2 separate regions of the Triticum aestivum genome follow, and region 2 is linked to region 1. A link is a contact called in public Hi-C data. All regions are on one chromosome and are shown on one strand. The core of a region is the stretch at or near the end of the contact, and the rest is flanking DNA. Distances in the headings are between cores, read along the strand shown.

Region 1 (2,977 bases), core at 115-2,614:
TTAAGAATTGATTACACAGGTGCTTAGGATGGGTGGCAGAAGCAAAGTTTTGCTTCCGGTGCCAGCCGGTGTTACAACAAATAACTGCTCCTTCAAGTCGCGATGCCTGAGTCAGTGCCTTCATCGGCAGGCAAAAAATAGAAAAAGGGCCCAGCTAGCACCCCATACCAAGCACCACGCGTTGAGGATTAAAGAAATTTTCGAGGCGCCATGCAGCTAGCGCCGGTGCACAAGCACCAGCGTTGTACAAGGCCTTAGGTTTTCAGTCTCGCACGCTTCGTTTTAGGAAAACATTCCAATTCAACCGGATGATTTCATGATCTCTCCAACCGCCTCGAGAGGGCGACACACGTCCCCATGAGACCGCTGCACCGCCTGTCCCCGCAACCTTATCTTCTCCCCTGGGTGACCGAGTCGTCTCCTTCATCCTCTAGATGCGTACGTCTCCTCTCTCCCCGGACCACAATCCCCTTGCAGGCTACCTTTCTTCTCTCCCCGAGCGGTTCACCCTGTCCATGACCTCTCCAATCCCGGTTGGCGGAGCTGCTGCTGCTACGAAGGAGGGGCGTTGCTGCGCTGCAGGGGGCGGCCGAATGACGACGGAGTCGTTGCTGCAAACAAGCCCCTGTCGCGGGAGTCGACATTGTTGTAGGGAAGGGAGGATGCCGCCGGCTTCAAGCGAGTGGCGGTGCTGCAGACAGGGGCTCGCCGGCGTTGCGATGAAGCATCACCAGGGCCGCCGGACGGAGCTGCAATGAAACACAAGGGGGTTGTTGAAGCTCCGCCGGAGTTGCAATGGAAAGTCGCCGGAGCTCCAATGAAGGGTTACCGGAGTTCCAATGGAGCGTCGCCGGAGCTCCAATGGAGCGTTGTCGGAGCTTCAATGATGCACTGGAATTGCAATGGAGCGTCGTCGGAGCTCTAATGAAATGACGCCGACGCTGCAAAGGAGCACGCACGTCACGACGCTGGTGATGCCATGCAACGCTCGTCGAAGCTTGCCGGGCTGCTGGCTACTGTGATGCAGCAGCACACGCCGCTACAGAGAGACCGGAGGTGCAGCGTTTGAGGCAGGAGTGGCGGTGGTGCTGCACTACATCAACGATGCGGAGGCGATGCAAAGTAGCATGCATGACGTCTCCAACGACGGGGGACCATGGCGGTCGTCGCTGCTGCAGAGAGGCAGTGCATCGTCTCATTACTGGGCTTCTGTTGGTGTAGACGAGAGAAAGAGAAAGAAAGACACCCGCGCTCACCTTTTCCATCGAACGACCATGTGCACTTGCATCGGACGGCTAAGCAGGCGGTTTATCTTTCCCGAAGATCAACCGGCCGATTTGTAGCAGCCGCCTTCGTTTTAGCCGCAAACTCCACCCAACCACCACCGATCGAAATCCCGCAGAAAGCTGTGCCCTGAGAAAAAAAAGACAGTGCCCACCTCGCCTCCTCCCACCTCCACCTCCGCGCAGATCCCATCTAACCATGGCGGCCCCCTCCCGCACCTCCTGGGCCGACGTCGCCGACGCTGAACATGCCCCTCCCGCTCCCGTTCCAGCGGCGGCGCCCGCCACATCCAACGGCCCCGCGCGTGCCGACCGCTCCTCCTACGTCCCTCCCCACCTCCGCAACCGCTCCTCCTCCACCGCGCCTCCGGTGTCCTCCGCTCCACCCCCGCGCGCCGCGCCCGGCCTCCTCGGCCGCCCCACCAGCGGCGTCGGTGGGAGGTTCGGGGGAGGCGGGGCCCCACCTCGTAGGTGGGACCGGGAGCCCAACCCTTTCGGGGACGAGGAGGAGGTGCCGGCGGAGCCCGTGCCCTTCGACGAGCACCAGAACACGGGGATCAACTTTGAAGCGTACGAGGACATCCCCGTCGAGACCAGCGGCCGGGAGGTTCCGCCCGCCGTGGGCACGTTCGCGGAGATCGACCTCGGCGCCGCGCTGAACGACAACATTCGCCGGTGCAAGTACGTGCGGCCCACGCCCGTGCAGCGCCATGCCATCCCAATCTCGCTGGCTGGGCGAGATCTCATGGCTTGCGCGCAGACTGGATCGGGGAAAACGGCCGCCTTCTGCTTCCCCATCATCAGCGGCATCATGCGGGGCCCGCCCGTGCAGCGGTCACAGCGCGGCGGGAGTAGGACCGCCTGCCCTCTTGCCCTCATCCTGTCGCCCACAAGAGAGCTGTCAATGCAGGTGATGGTCGTGTATATATCTTGCTTGGAGAAAATACCCACACGAATCTTCACTTAAGATCAATGATATATGACTTAGATGTGCAATACTTATGGCACATCTAGATGTGCTTTAGCAAAACTGATCTTGTTTGACGTTTGATATTACGCCCAGTTAATCTCCTGCGCCATGTGCGTGATAGTTGTTTCGCTGTGCTTGCCTTGTGCTGCAGATTCATGAAGAGGCGAGAAAATTTTCATATCAGACTGGTGTCAGGGTAGTGGTTGCATATGGCGGGGCCCCTATTACCCAGCAGGTCAGGTTCTGTCTGTCGTTGGCCCTAATAGCTCAAGTTCTGAAAATTGTCTGTTTCTTATAAAATTTCTGCCCTGGAACTCATTTCAGTATGAGTGTAGTATATGCATGGTAGGATATGCAGTCAGTTCTTCACAGAGGCTATGCAAGTCCTCTGATGTTAATGGTCTCTGTGGAATTGCTGGGTGCCATGCATTGCATATGGTTACAGTTAATTTTGCTGCAATGCAAAGGTGATTCCCATAAACTGATAAAATTGTTAGGTATGTTTATAATTTGTTCATACTGTATCCAACAATTTCGTGTTAGCAAATAACAACTGAACATGTGCCTGCATCCTTCGTTGCTGAGCGTATTACACAGTACGTACTTTGGCAGGTCCATTTGTATATTTAGAAAGACATGGTCCTTTATTCTGTGTAAGTTTGTGGTTTAGTGCTTGATCGTATGATTTCGAAATGTGGTTCTTTCTTCGTCCAAAATCTGTTTT
Region 2 (2,735 bases), core at 81-2,580, 970 kb before region 1:
CCGCCTCGGACACGACAGCCCTCGAGCTCGAGGGACCGTTGTAACCGCCTCCTCCGAGGTAGTGGAGGAGGTGACCCCGCGCCTTCTTGATCACAGGCGGCATCTCCTCTCTGACAGCAAGGCGGTGGAGGCGCGGCGGCCACATCGACGTGTCGATGCGGCCGTACTAGTTGCGTGGCGGGAACGCAGGCTCCTCCTTGACCCGTCATCCGATCTGGATGACGCGGTGGTGCGAGGGCGAGGCCGGCTCCTCCTTCACGCGACATCCGATCTGGACGCCGCGGTTGTGCCGGGGCGAGGCTGGCTCCTCAGTCACCGGCAGGAGTGTGGATGCCGGCTCAGGCTTCACATGGTGGCGCGACGGGGATGGCGGCTCCTCCTTCACGAGCACCAGTGATGGCGGCTACGGTCCCAATGTCACGGAGCAACCGCTCCGTCATTATCTCGATCTGACGAATGAAATCTTCGTCCGTCAGAGCGGCCTCCTTGAGGAGTCGGGGCGGCTACTGCAGTGGCTCCTGCGGCGACGCCTGGTCCTCCTCGTCACCGAAGGAGATGACGATCTCCTCCTTGGCGGAGATGGACGTTGAAGGACCCGAGAGCGCGGGCGGCGGCGCCAAGATATGCCGAAGGAGGAGCTTCCTCCTACTCCGCCTGTCGGCGCGGAGCTGAGCTTGGGTCGAAGAGGGCGAGGGAGGGGCTCGGGCACGGAGACGGGGGATGGGAGGGGCCGGTGCTCGGGGAGGTGGAGTGCGGCTCTGTACGTCCCCGACGCACAGTTTAAATAGTCGTTTCGAGGCCCGAGTGAAGGGGAGGTCCATTTCAATGCGGCGCAGCGTCCAGAGTTGGTTCCTCGGGAACCTACTTCAGCATTGAAGCGGCGGCTACTGAGAGGTCGCATCGGTCGGCGCTGCTCTTCCTCCACCGTTCACATCGCGACATCAATGTCGGCCGCTGCATGCTCTTGACCGGCATGAATGCGGCACGGTAAGCGGCGCGTGCATCGGAAGGAAAGTGCGGGAGAGGCGGATGGGGATTTTGGGTGGACCAGGGCAGTCAGAAATGGGTTTGGGAGCGGTCCAGACTCACGCAAAGCCCCTCACATTTGTCTCAGGTTTATGGGAGAAATTATGTCTGGATCGCCCTGCGGACCGATACAGTATCGTGTTGGATGACGTTTGAGGTCCGGGCAGCTTGATACGGACCGTTACGAGAGGTTTGCGGCTGCACTTAGAGGTGATCAACTTCGGAAAAGAAAGACGTGTGACGCAGAGAGTAGGAAGCACCGTGGCGGCTCGCTCTGAGACTCCAAAGTCTGACCGTAACGCCAGGCACGACACAAACCAGACCCCAACAAATTGCAGAAACTCCACTGCAACTCCCAAACATTGGTCCGCCATGTCCTCCTGCATCTCCTCCTCCTATCACCACTGCGCCCGCCGCCTCCCCGCCCCGACGGCCCGGGTGCACCTCGCCGCAGCTAACTCGTGCGTGTCCCCTTACCACAGACGCGTCGGTTCCCTGAGGGCAATGAGAGCCAAGGCGCCGTCGAGCGCGGCGCCGGTGTGGGATAGGAAGGCCGCGGCGGTGCAGGCGGAGATGGTAGAGGAGGCGGCCATGTCGTGTGCCATGCACGGACTCGTCGTCGACGACCGCGGCAACCCGGTACGTTCGGCTTCTCACTGGCTAGTTCCCTTCCCCGCCCCAAAGTTTGCTGCTTCTTTTGACTCATTTCAGGAGTCCAGGATTTGGGAATGTGACGCGTATGTCCGCATACTTGACCATAAATTCAGTGATAGAATGAAAAAATACGCAAGTCTCCTAGAATGTCTGTCCTTTAGGCTGCCCTGCTCCATTTTCAGGAAGTTTGGATTGTTTGGCCAGTAGGACTTGCCTTTGATATGGAACTGACGTGTCAAGTGCGTACAAATACCAGGGGCGGAGCCAAGAATTAGGCAGGGAAATCTGGAAGGCAAAAAAACAACTAAGGATCACCATGATGTTAAGTGTTTCTGCCTGAAGATCCTTTGTATGAAAAAGTGGAGTATAAACTAAATTGCAGTAGTTGATTTAATTGGATGTTAGGTGTTGCTACCGAAGACCCTCTGTGTGATATATTGGAATATAAAGCGTGAAAATTTGTGTTGGAGTCAACTGATTGTCATGAACAGAACATTGCGTTTGGTTGTGTCCTCTCACATTCAACTTTAAAATAATTTGGTTGAGCATATAGAATCAAATAGGAAACCAATAGATCTCTCGACTCTTTTTTCAATGCATTTGCTACAATTTTAAATCCATTTGGTTGTAATAAGGTATGAGATTTTTATTTGTTGTGATGGAATACTATGTGATTTATTTGTTTGTAAACTATGTGCAATGTTTTGTCTTTTTTTGGTTGTGTATATGCATAGAATGTTTAAATTAAGAAAAAATGGCCAACAAATCGGTTAGGCCGAACAAATGGTTGACCGATTAGGCTCTTTGGCAAGATTCACGTGACGAGGTCCAAATTAACAAAAGAATAAAATTTGTGTGCATTTATGTCGGCTCGTTGGAGATAAAGGTATCTCCAACGGCAACCCGCAAATTTCCTCCCACATCCGTCTGTGGAGGGGGGGGGGGGGTCAGTCCGCAGTCACGGATGCGAGAGGACGCCATCCAACCGTAGCCGCATACATCCGGCCAACAATTCGACCCAACCTCACGAAATTCGATCATTTCAAGTTCGGATA

What was found. Hi-C and Micro-C count contacts between places; a contact is called where the count stands out from the background.
Region 2: a contact with region 1 is called in a Hi-C map of leaf, with 3 times the contacts expected there. The contact joins the promoter of LOC123096958 here to the promoter of LOC123096956 in region 1. A contact is called at or near these places in 2 of 5 Hi-C or Micro-C datasets (both in leaf).

The regions. Positions count from the first base shown.
Region 1 is chr4D:150,337,948-150,340,924 of IWGSC CS RefSeq v2.1, reverse strand. LOC123096956 (DEAD-box ATP-dependent RNA helicase 52C) reads left to right here and starts at 1,364. Exons shown (of 5, transcript XM_044518746.1): 1 at 1,364-2,193; 2 at 2,405-2,488. The coding sequence starts at 1,483.
Region 2 is chr4D:151,307,351-151,310,085 of IWGSC CS RefSeq v2.1, reverse strand. LOC123096958 reads left to right here and starts at 1,330. Exons shown (of 2, transcript XM_044518749.1): 1 at 1,330-1,665; 2 at 1,937-2,569. The coding sequence starts at 1,399. The coding sequence ends at 2,020.